Regions from separate parts of the Mus musculus genome. Here region 1 is linked to region 2. A link is a contact called in public HiChIP or PLAC-seq data. All regions are on one chromosome and are shown on one strand. The core of a region is the stretch at or near the end of the contact, and the rest is flanking DNA. Distances in the headings are between cores, read along the strand shown.

Region 1 (6,183 bases), core at 248-2,747, 320 kb before region 2:
CCTAGCAGGCAATGTGAGCCTTCATCAAGATAGTCCCATATTACCTGACACATAAAGTAGGAGGAATTGGATGGATGAAGTTGTACATGCCACATGACTGAGAGCTCCCTGTAGGTACTGTGTGAGTTCATACCCAATGTCAGATCTCTGGATTGTTCAAAAGAAGCTGGAAATAGGATTTATTTTTGAGACAGGCTTCTCAGTGTAACAAACCTTAGCTGTCCTGGAATTCTCTAGGTAGACCAGGCTGGCCTTGAACTCCCAGAGATCCGCCTGCCTCTGGCTCCCTGTACTGAGACTAAAGGCATTTGCTACCATATCTGGTTTCATCTGAAATTTTCTAATTGTGTAAGCTGCCTATTTAAAGGTTTATAAAGCTCAGTGCACACAAAAACGTAACAAAATCACTTCTTTTTTTTTCTTTTCTTTTCTCTTCTTTTCTTTTCTTTCTTTCTTTCTTTTTTTCTTTTCTTTTTTTTGTAGTTTTTAATGGGCTGTATGTTCGCATCTGCTAATCTGTCCTAAGGCTCAGGCTGTGCCGGGCAGAACCAGTATCTTCTGTCTCAGTCAGTATCACTGTACCTGTGCATCCGGGAGACCGTCTAATTCAGATCCATCAAAATGGAAAGAAAGGGTGATGTCTCCCGTCTTATAATTAGCCCGCTGTGAGTGGAGTTCAAGGGTCTCCAGGGCCAGGATGGAGGTTTGAATGCACTGAGTGCTGCTGACAGGACCACAGCCCCACAGGCTGGGACAGTAGTGTCAGAGGGCTGTGGTGGATGCTCATTTTGAATCGGTTTTCCTGCAGGTTTCTTGTTGAGCTAGTTAATGTCTTACGTACACTGGGAAGGACAGAATCGTTTTCCACAGCCAGGGGGCGCTAGCAGTCCGCCTTTCGTCTACAAATGGACGCTCTATCATTTGCAAGTCTAAGAACGAATGAGTTTTTTCCCCCACGGTTGCCTGTAAATATTAATACTTTAATATAATAGAAATATTTTAATCCATATGCAGAATGACTGATCTACTTTGCCCAATCGTTTTCTTTATCTCTCTGGTTTTCCTCTTTTTAAACTTTTTGATTTTATGTGGACTGTATTTAGAAAACAGCTGAATTAGAATGTAAATTCTGCAGGAAGGGATTGCTCATGCCAGGTCACCACAGCATGCATTGAAGTGGACAGTCTTTGATTTGAATCTTATCTGGCCCATTTAAGGGTAGACTACACCTCGATGTTGATAAATAACAAAATAATAATAATAAATCCTCTGTCAAAGTAACATAATTTACCCACTTAAAAACCAAACTACTTACTTCCCAGCTGTTAGGGTTGCTCAAGAAGAGGAGAAAGAGGCAGAGTGTCTGACGTTGCCTCTGCTTGTTTCTCTGGCTACTTTGTTCTTGACATTTCCTCTATCGAGGCATTGAAATGTGCTAATTTAGCCCTAATTCTCGGCTGCTCCCTAGGCCCTCCATTCTGCTCTAAGTCACGTTTTTAAAGCACTTAGAGGCATTTACTGGACAGACTTACAAATCTCCATCCTGTTTCCACAGCTCAGTCGCATACAAAAGGCTGAATACCCCACTTCCCTGCTGCCTCCGTTCCCTAAAAATATTGATTGTGGTCAAGGCGGGAGGCAGAGGAAAATTTCTCTCGTGTAGGCAAAAAAGCTACAGAAAAGAAAAAACAACAACAACAACAACCTTTTTTTGAATTGGTTTCTTTCAGATGCTAAATGCCCACTTCCTCTTTCTTATCAGCCACTTTAATGTACTACTGGAAATAAACTTAAACAAGTACCCACACATACTTTCAGTTTCCTGAATATACCAAATGTTGCTGTTTCCCAGATGTACTGACTTCGGGAAAATAGAAAATGTGCTTTATTCCAGACCTTTCTTTCCAATTTGCAAACCCAAGAGAGTTTAAGGGAAATGCAACCCAGATGCTTCTGGGCATTCACACTCCCACGGACTTATCTAAAGCAACCTTTTCCTTTATGACAGTAATTTGATGTCTGTGAAGCTTTTAAAAATAAATCTTGGGACTTCTCTTTTTAAAATAAGGAAACAGAAGTTTCTATGGAGAATATTAAATTAGTATAAACCCTTAAAAACTTATCTTTGGCTTTAAATGTAAAACGTCATTTCGTTAAAAGTGGCTTCTGAACTCACTTCAAAGCTGTCACATTATGTATTTGCTGGTATACTGTCATTCCTTTATGCGTTGTTTCAAGACCCCTTTGTGTAGTGAATCATTCATTCATTCATTCATTCATCCATCCATTCAGCTTATGAGGTATCTGGTCTGCCTGGCTTGCCGTGCAGACAAGTGATGGAGACACAGCAGCAACAGACAGGACCCTGTCCTCATGAAACTTGGTATCTAGGAGAAAAGAGACAGTGAACAGAGCCACAGTCGGATGAGAGCATGCAAGGGGACAGGCAGAGGCGCCTTGCAGGGCAAGTCTCTGGAAAGCTGACCTCAGCCTAATAAAAAGCTCAAGAGCTAGGGCTGGGCAAAGAGCCAGGCTGAGGAAATAGCAGGTATCAAGGTCTAGGGTATGACCCAAAGGAGGCCCAAATGTCTAGGGATTACCAAGTTAAGGGGGTGAGTGCTAGATAATGCTATGATGATCGTGCAATACTACAGGAGGTCCCCACCTGTCTCTTAGGATTCACAGCACCGTCTACATGGAGCCAAAGAGGCTATACCAGCACGACACACCTCTCAGACCAGTGTCTCCAGAAAGGCAGAGAAATGCCTCTGGCTGTGAACTGTTTTAGCTATGTGCAGCTAGATAAAAGCATAAGTAAATGTTTGTGTGGGTGTCTGTACACAGGTATGGGTATGAATGTATGTGTGTGCATCCTTTGGATTTTACTGAGTCCTGCCACACTGTGGCCATTGCTGTAGTTAAGTTCTTCCTTCTCTTAGCTTTGCAGCAACCTCTTCAGTCCCCCAGCCTTGGCCTCTGTTTCCTGGTGTGTGTGTGTGTGTGTGTGTGTGTGTGTGTGTGTGTGTGTGTGTGTAACTGTTTTCTTGCTGGGAAAGAACTGTTTTCTTGCTGGGAAAGGGTCTCCATGCATAGCCCAGACTGGCTTCAAACTTGTAATCCTACTGCCTCAGTGTAGCAGTTTGGATAGGTCTGGCCCCCATAGACTTATGTGTTTGAATGCTTGGCCTATAGGGAGTGCCACTATTAGGAGGTGTGGCCTTGCTGGAGCGGGTGTGATCTTGTTGGAGAAAGTGCATCACTGTAGGGGCAGGCTTTGAGGTCTCCTATGCTCAAGCCATGCCCAGTGTGTGACACAGTCTCCTGCTGCTTGCAGATCAAGATGTAGAGCTCTAAGCTCCTTCTTCAGCTCCCTGCGTGCTGCCATGTTTCCTGTCATGGCAGTGATGGACTGAATGTCTGAGCTATAAGCCAGCCCCAACGAAGTGTTTTCCTTTACAAGGGCTGTTGTGGTCCTGGTGTCTCTTCACAGCAATAAAACTCAAAGACGGCCAGCTTCCCAAGGGCTGTGCTTTCTTTTGGTTTAATAATGTCTCCTGCTGAAGCATCCTAAACAAATTGCCGATAAATGGCTCTGCCATCAGAATCCAGGGCAACCTCTCCCCAAATCTCCCTCAGCAGTCCTGGCCCCTCATTCCTGTGCTGCAGTCATCCAGCTGTGTGCACCTTCTTCTCTTTTACTGGTAACCCGACTTCTCGTGGACTCTGAGAAAGATCACGAACAGGGCCTTAAACATAAAATTGTCAAGTACATAGAGAGAGGAAAAGGTTGATTTACTAGACCTTGAACTGTGACCCTCATGCAGTGTTCAAATCATAACTGCACCACCTCAGAAAGTGATCTCACTTTGGAGAGCAATAAAGTTTAAAAAAAAAAAAAAAAAAAACAAGGTCATTAAGATGGACTCCAGTTTAATATGGTGTTCTTATAAAAAGAAGAACACGCAGAATGTGTGTGTAGAGGCACATACATACACGCATGAGGGTAAGTAAATATGGAGATAGCTCAGTACCACCTTGACCCTTTGTAAATTGCATCATTTGACGACCCAGAACAAAGTAAAAATTAAGACTCTGTATTAAGAGTTTTGAGACCTGTTGAATGTTCACAGCTCAGCACAGACTTGGGAGGAGTCCTCTAAAAATCAGGGGGTCCTGTGTGACTGCACAGGCCTCATCGTCACGTCAGCCCCATTTTGATGATTCAGTGTAGACCTTTGCAATCTTAAACCACCGTCCACTCAGTTCAGAAACTACGTTTAGAATAGTTGTGTGTTGAGCGTTCCCCTGAGCACTTGGATGGACGTGATTGCTCTCCAGGACATAAGAGTCAGCATATGGTAGTGTTCATTGGCTGTGATGCATCATGGGAAAAGAAGACAAGGCAAGTTCAATGAAGAAAAAGATGCATGATATACGGTGCATCAGAACCCAGGCGCAAGGTTCCCAGGGTCCTCTGTTGCAGGTACATGGTCTGTTCTTAAAGGTTCTCCCTGGAGATTCAGTGTCCAAAGGTTCTATTGGAATCTGGAATCACTGCCTAAAACTGTAGCATTAGTGAGTGTTCACATTGACAGGAAGTACCAAGTTCAGGGACACAGCAGCTTTCCCCAGTGCTGTGCTTGCTTTTGATTTAATGTCTCTTTTCTGGTAAAGCATCGTAAACAAATCGCGGATAAACTGCTCTGCCATCAGAATCCAAGGCAATCACTGGTCCCCACTCAGGCTGAGGAGACATCGTGTCAACAAATTCAGGTTCCTTCTGTTCAGCCATTCGAGCCGATCCCTCTAGAGAGCCTATAAAAGATGACACACCAGTGAAGGATCTCCATGCCTCAACTGCACACCTTGCATGGGTGTGAGGGCTTCCTGTGCCACCTTTCCAGCCCTGCATTCAAGTTTTGTGGGCATGGTTGTGTGTTTTTTAGCACAGTATCCCAACATCTGAATACCAGTTTCCAGAAGCCACTCTGTTTTAGAGAGTTCTGTGCCGGTGTGCTCCAGGCTTCTGTGTGTGGTGATGGTTCAACCCTTTCTCTGTCCGACCAAGGAGCCATGAAATCAGTCACGATTAAGTGCATTTGGACCAAAATGGTTCTGAACCAATTCTCTCAAAAAATGTTTGTGGTTTAATGGGTGTATTAAGTATGCCAATGCTTTAGGAATGAATGCTTGACATCTAGGGTAGGATAATCATTGGTTACATCCCCGTAGAACTAGAGGAGTTCAATGGTGGCTTCAGTTGAGTCCACCACAAATCAGGATGGACTTGACCTTGCTACCCATGACTTCACCTTAACCAAGAAGAATTCAGCTTTAAGAAAAATGCTGTCTACTCCCTACAAGGAAAAGAGCTAGAATGTGGCTTCCAGATGATATCCAGATTGTTGGGGGTTGTGTATGTGAGTGAGTGTGTTAACTGTGGTATGCACACACATGTGTCAGTGCACACACGCATGCTTCTATAGCAAGGGAAGAACATGGGGTGTCCTGCTGTCCTTTCCACCATATTCCCATGAAACACGGTCCCTTGCTTAAGCTGGAACTAGGCTTGTGAGCAGCAAGCCCTAGCCATCCTCCTGTCTCCATTGCCCCAATGTTGAGGTTACCATGGCTGGGTTTGCATAACTAGCATTCTGACCCAGGGTGTCACATCCCCAGCCATCTTGTTTAGTTTTGATTACCCATAGGAAGCTATTACTCTTAAGTACTTCCTGAATGGAACAAGTATCTAACTCATCAACAAAATCCCAAAGACAATCGTTATTATTTAACATTTGATAATTCAGTGTGGCAGAGAATAATTATTATTTAACATTTAATAGTTCAGTATGGCAGGAGATAAAAATTCAAAAATTTTACTTTTGTCCATTAAACCACCGGGAATCTAGGTTAGATACTGTTACCAGCAGGAAGGGGCGCGGAGCTTGAGACTTGCCCCTTTAACTAAGAAGCTCAGTAGCGTGTCCAGTGGGCCTCTCTTTCCAGTGATGGCCGACTAGGCCATCTTTTGATACATATGCAGCTAGAGTCAAGAGCTCCGGGGTACTGGTTAGTTCATAATGTTGTTCCACCTATAGGGTTGCAGATCCCTTTAGCTCCTTGGGTAAAAAAAATGGGAATGAGTGGGTAGGGAAGTAGGGGGAGGGTATGGGGGACTTTTGG
Region 2 (6,035 bases), core at 1,314-3,813:
GCACTTCTCATCCCCGGCTTTGTGACAGCCTGCAAATGTCCTTAATCATCTTTATACTCCACAGACTCAAGTCTCTTTAAGAAGAATTGATTAAATGCTATCACAGGGATTCGGCTTCAACTGCTCTGGTTGGAGTGCTGGGGCACATGGCTCAGGTGTGCAGTCCCTCCTCTTACAGACACGATGTTCCCCCTTTGCAGCCAGAGTACTTCACGCCAGTTACACCACAGGTCTGAAGGAGCCTTGCCAAGTGAAGGGGGCTCCTTGGCTCCCTGTACTGCTGCTACCATCAGCCACAGGATTAATTATTCCTCTGGGCGACTTTAGCTGTTCTAAAGAAAATCCCAGGCAAACAGAACACACCTATTCTTCTTCTAGAAATGTTTGTTTGAATTCCCTCACTCATATCAGACTTAATTATGCAATAACTTAGCAATACCCAGACATCTGCCATTTCTGAGCATATCTGAAAGGCAAAGATTGCAATGCCTTGTGTGGTCTCAGGAGCAGCAGGGATCTTCTCTGGGCTGATGGGGGCAAGTATGGAGGATAAAAAAGGGGGTGGGTACCCCTCCATGTGGATGATGGAGAATTCAAAGTATGTCAAATGGCTGAAGGTAAGATCTTGGCTCATTTCACAATCTAGACTTTAGGGACTATGCTGATTTTCACATAAATAATTCCTGGAGAAGTCACTTCCCATTGGGCCGTGGTTAAAGCATGCCTGCAGCACTGATCTGCTCTATGACTTTTAATCTGGATGGCTACTAATTTGTCTGACAACTCCCCTACCAGCCTCGCTGCCCTCCTGTTCTCTGAGTCAGCATGCTGGCTCTTGGCGGCGCCTACATCATACAGAGCTGTCACCACCATCAAACAGCAGGCCCTCAGGGCTCATGCTCACCAGTAAAGCAATAAGCACTTGTTGGAGTGTTAGCGAGGCCCCGTTGCAGCACCGGTAAATTAATTTTAGAGATGTATCTAGGTCAATGTATCTGTGCACCGCATACAAACACATCAGCCAGTTACCTGTGTTTGCGAATTTGTAAAAGGTTAAAGCCTTCCCTGGTAGTGACTTACCCTTTAGCTAAGTCCCAGATGGAAAAAAAATGGTTACATTCTGCTTCATGGTAACAACTGCAAGATCCACCACACACACACACACACACACACACAGAGAGAGAGAGAGAGAGAGAGAGAGAGAGAGAGAGAGAGAGAGAGAGATTCTGAGAGCTGGACACCACAAACATAGTTAATAATAGTTTTAGGAGCCAGAGTTTAAAAGGCATTAGCATTCCCGACTCCACACCCCATATAACTAGCAGGGCTGATTCAGGATCTTTGATGACCAATAATCCATGAATTTTCTACATCTACTTCTCTATTCTAAGTAAAGAATGTATTTCATAAGGTTCTTTTAGAGGTTAAAACAGCATAGTGAAACAGTTAAACAAAGTTATCCTGATGGCTGGAAGTTAAGCCCCACTAAGAAATAAAGTAAAAACCCAGGATATGGGGAGCTGCAAACGAAATACATTTGATGTGTCTATGAGATTTCTCTGTTAGGAAGGAAGGCGGCAACACAGAGCGTCTGCTTCACTCTCTGTTGGTATGCTGTGCGGCCCACCTCAGTGCCATTGAGAGGGTCCCAAGTACAGACTGAAGCCTTGTGAATGTGGCAGTGTCTTTAGCTGAAGCGAGCTGACAGGTTTTATTCAGCTCATGAGAGTTGCTCTTATGGATATGGGAGGCCAAGTCAGACAAGCACAATACCATCATCACTAGGTATAGACCCAGGCAGATGGAGCTACCTACACCCTGAATCCTACACAGAGATAAGCCAGGCCTGGTGACAAGTACCAGTAATTCTAGAGCTGGGAATACCAGACAAGCAGACGTTTAGCACTCAATGGCCAGCAAGCCTAGCCTACTTGGCGAATTCCAGCGAGAAGCCAGTATGGGTGTGTCTACAAATAATATGGTGGAAGGTGACTGAGGAAGACACCCAACGTTGACCTCTAGCATTCACGTACCTGAGCACATGCTTAGGCACATACACACACACACACACACACACACACACACACACACACACATACACACACACACACACGAGAGAGATAGGGGGGGAGAGGGGAGAGGGGAGGGGGAGGGAGAGGGAGGGAGAGGGGGAGGGAGAGGGAGAGGAGGAGGGAGAGGGAGGGGAGAGAGCGCTAGCTGACTACCATGTTCTCTGGCATCATGGGATCTGCCTAAAGAATAGGCGCTCAGATAGTGTTTGTATTGCCTTGCCAGTAATCCAGAAGGCAACCTGTACCTCTCCCAGCAGCCTGTGGTATGATGTGATGTGGTGCAAATGTCCCGAGGCACCCACGATACACTGGGGCTTTGCTCCTCCAAAGCTGAGAGATGAGGTAAGGCAACTGGACCATCTATGCTTAACAACATGATGTAGGCAGAGTAGTAAAGCAGATAGAGGGTCTCTGCAACAGTTCCATCCCCCGTGAACTTCTGCTCTGCGTTGAGCTCCGAGTCTAGAGATGTGTAAGTCCCAGCTGAGCAGGATATGAACAGTGTGACCACATCCTGTTAGTGTGGGACTTGTAATTGCCAGAGCTGCTTTCTACTCTGTCACTTGCTCAATGATCCAATGAGATTAGATCTGATGTTACTGCTGATAACCATTGTGATGAAGCAGGCTGGGCATCTGGACATCTTAGGGTTGCTTGGAGCTGAAGAATTGAGCTTGTCCCCTTGTTATGGGGGAGCCAGGACTAGTGAAAAAGACTAAAAATGGCCCCCACAGGCTCGTACATTTGAGTGCTTGGTCCCTGGTTGGTGGAACTGCTTGGGAAGAACTAGAATGATTGGTTTGTCTGAAGAGGTGTGTCAATTGGGTGGGCTTGAAGGTTGCAAAAGCAGATGTCATTTCCAATTCTCTCCCTCTCCCTCTCCCTCTCCCTCTCCCTCTCCCTCTCCCTCTCCCTCTCCCTCTCCCTCTCCCTCTCCCTCTCCCTCTCCCTCTCCCTCTCCCTCTCCCTCTCCCTCTCCCTCTCCCTCTCCCTCTCCCTCTCCCTCTCTCTCTCTCTCTCTCTCCCCTCCCTTCAACTTGTGGATAAGACAGAAGTAAGCTCTAAGCTACTGCTCCAGGACCATGCCTGCCTCCTGCCATACTCCCTGCCGTGGCTGTTGTGGACTCACCCTCTGAAATGTAAGCAAGTCCCCAATTAAATGTTTTCATTATTAGCTGCTTTGATCATGATGTGTCTTCACAGCAATGGAAAAGTAACAAAAACATTACTTATTAAGTATGGGAAAGTATGACTTTGACTGAAACTGTCCCTGTCATTGGGACATCTACTTAGAGGACAGTGGCCAAAGTTGATGACATTTTCCTTCCATAGTGTGAAAGGTCTGTTTGGCAAGCATTTCATATCTGCCTCTTGGTTGCCATGCAAGCTTAGGCTTCTCTTAGTGAGAATTTTGGTTTCTTTAAAAACACAGAAATATTATAAGAATGTGTTTTCATTTTAAATCCAGGTGTGGGCTATGGAGCTGCTTCAGATTACCCATAGCAGTTGACTCTGATTTGCCTCGTGCTCTAGCAGGGGTGTGGTTTTGCCAGCCAGCTGCAGATAGTTTCTGAGATTGTCAAGTTTGGAATTCTGGGGACTTTTCACAGTATATATAAATGCTAGGGCCCTGATAGAAGGGACTGTTGGCCAGTTGGTGGTTGGTTGCAGTTGGTTGCAGTTTGTTAAGTAGCCATGCACAAAGAAGAAACAACAAGGAGAAATTAGATATCCTGATGGTGAAGATCTAACTTGCTCCTAGGAATTCAATGCTCCTAATCAGCAGGAAGTAGTCTGTCAATATCGAAACCCTCTTTCTGTTCTATCCTTTTTCCTTTCCTGCCTACTGTTAGGGGGTTGAAAGGGTGGAAGAAGGGGGTAGAGAAGGGTGGAAGAAAAAAAGAACCCACCAAGTACTCAAAAATAGCCTCAAATTAGAAGGCAATAGCATTTGCCAGGACAAAAGCAAGTCCTAATGGAACTTATCCCAGGGGGTGTAGTGACTACACAGCTAAGAGCTGCCAGGACCAGTTCATGTCCCCCAAGGCCATTATGTCACATGACCAGGAATGGCTGGGTGAAGTGCATCAGCTGTGTTATGAATGGACTCCATTTTTTGGAAGATCAACGTAGGCAGCATAAAGGAAGGAAATACCTGGGTAAAGTTCTCCAAAGTTGTTTCTTGTCCGTTTTGAGAACAGCAGCTTGTGTTCCCTCATCCACCATTCAGAGGCTACACATCAATGTATGGAAGTAAATGGGCCCACACTGTTGTGTGTGTAGTTGATGCTTCAGGCTGGTCAGTCAGCACAGTGAAAGGTGAACTTCTGTTGCCCTAAATAAAGAATTAACCAGGGCCTTTATCAAAACCACAGAGCCCCACACTACTCTACCTGATTTAGGAACAGTTGGCTTCTGGCGTGCCTCATTAGCACAGGCAGACCATGACATGTGTCCTTGTAAAAGTTTATTTTCAAACATTTATAACTCCTGCAGAGACCTTCAGGTGGGTATTTATCAATTAAAATTTAGGTAACAGTGAGGTGTGACAGCTCATGGCTATAAGCTCAGGAGTCAGTCTGTGTTCTATGAGATCCTGTGTCAAAAAAAAAAAAGGAATAAACAAACACATAAAAATAAAAAGCACAGGCATTAATACTGTCCATGTTACCCAGTCTACCTTCTAGGCCCCGCCCACCAAAGCCAGAAAACCACCTTGGAGGCCACAATCTTGTGGGACCTGGAGACTCTACTCTGTGGTCTGTTCAGAGTTGCAGAGTATCTGGTGCTGCGTTTCAGTCATAGCTCCTCCATCCCAAGTTGCTCCTAAGGAGTCCCCAGTTGGGACGCCCTATCCCTCACCGTCCAATATCGTCTTAGGACTTGTCAACATGAAAATTCTTACTGACTTTCTAGATCAGAAACAACAAGAGGGCCCAGGCTTTGCTTAACAAGTAACCCTGTGCTGTAGTTCACTCTGATAGATGCCGTTGTTTAAGAAACTGTTTTATGAAAAATAAAAAGCCTATTTTCCCACTTACTTGGAAATGAAACAGTAAGGTTTTGAGTGGTGAGACTTCTGGGATATTTGCTGAGATTTTTCTATATTCAGGATAAAGAGATGGAGGAGGGGGGACCGCCTCGATTTCACATAACTGGCTTATGTAAAGTCACGTTGATTGGAGAACATGACAATGAGACTAGACCTGGTCATTAGCTAAGAATGACTGTGACTGTAACCTTAGCACGTTGAATATGATGTCTGAAGGTAAAGTCACCTAGTGATATCACCTTTTTAATAAAAGCCAGCATCTGATCATGCTGTGATGTAATTGCTAGCTCTTGACCGTTTCTGTGTGATGCAATTTGACTTTTCTGGAATCATGAGCAGCCATTTGGTGACTGAGTCCATGGGATGAAAAGAATGCCTTGAATTTCATCTCTAATGTGTCTTGTGCTGTTCTTACATGTGAAAAGTCACCATTTTGCCCCATACAATAAAAGAGCACTAGATGTAGTTATAAATACATTTTTTTTGTTTTAAAATTTATTTTAAAATAGACCCTCTATTAAGAGAAACATGAAGTTTGGATGTAAACAGGCTTTTACATGGAAGAAATTAAGGCCCACCATGTGCTCACAGATGCCCAAGAAAGAAGTGAGCTGTGTGATATAACACACGCCATTCGACAATCTCATCTTGGTTTATAAAGCCTAAAGAACACAGTTAAATGAAGGACGGTTGAAGGCGCAGGATGGAAAGCATTTAAGTCTCTTCCACTTGATTAAAAATTCCTAGTTCCTCTTCAGTGAATTGTTCAGAGTTTTTGAGCAGCCTCTGCCCTGATTAAAACAAATTAGCATCAAAGATCCCCTGTTGAATGAGAAGTCATTAATTGAGAAACAAGCAATGCTCCTTAATTACCTTTAGAACAGAGAGAGAACAAATACTTGGAGGTTCCA

The links. HiChIP or PLAC-seq counts read pairs in DNA pulled down with a chosen protein or histone mark.
Region 1: a contact with region 2 is called in a CTCF HiChIP or PLAC-seq map of pro-B cells, with 7 times the contacts expected there. The contact joins two enhancer-like sites. A contact is called at or near these places in 9 of 39 promoter capture datasets (the 3T3-L1 cell line, 3T3-L1-derived adipocytes, the SN4741 cell line and 6 more), 3 of 15 datasets of contacts at CTCF or cohesin (the NIH/3T3 cell line, large pre-B cells and pro-B cells), 3 of 484 Hi-C or Micro-C datasets (forebrain, stem cell-derived primordial germ cell-like cells and trophoblast stem cells), 11 of 115 datasets of contacts at active chromatin or transcription factors (the NIH/3T3 cell line, astrocytes, craniofacial prominence and 8 more) and 3 of 9 other capture datasets (adipose tissue, embryonic stem cells and pancreatic islet).

What each region holds. Positions count from the first base shown.
Region 1 is chr19:58,464,280-58,470,462 of GRCm38.p6, reverse strand. No RefSeq gene overlaps it. Among named protein-coding and RNA genes, the nearest start is that of Gm41876, 11 kb to the right of the region's middle. Within about 2 kb of position 1,497, at least 8 of the 459 cell types and tissues checked have an H3K27ac peak or open chromatin away from gene starts, as enhancers often do. A contact at or near this core is called in pro-B cells, where this site is marked.
Region 2 is chr19:58,140,534-58,146,568 of GRCm38.p6, reverse strand. No RefSeq gene overlaps it. Among named protein-coding and RNA genes, the nearest start is that of Gm50287, 44 kb to the right of the region's middle. Within about 2 kb of position 2,563, at least 65 of the 459 cell types and tissues checked have an H3K27ac peak or open chromatin away from gene starts, as enhancers often do. A contact at or near this core is called in pro-B cells, where this site is marked.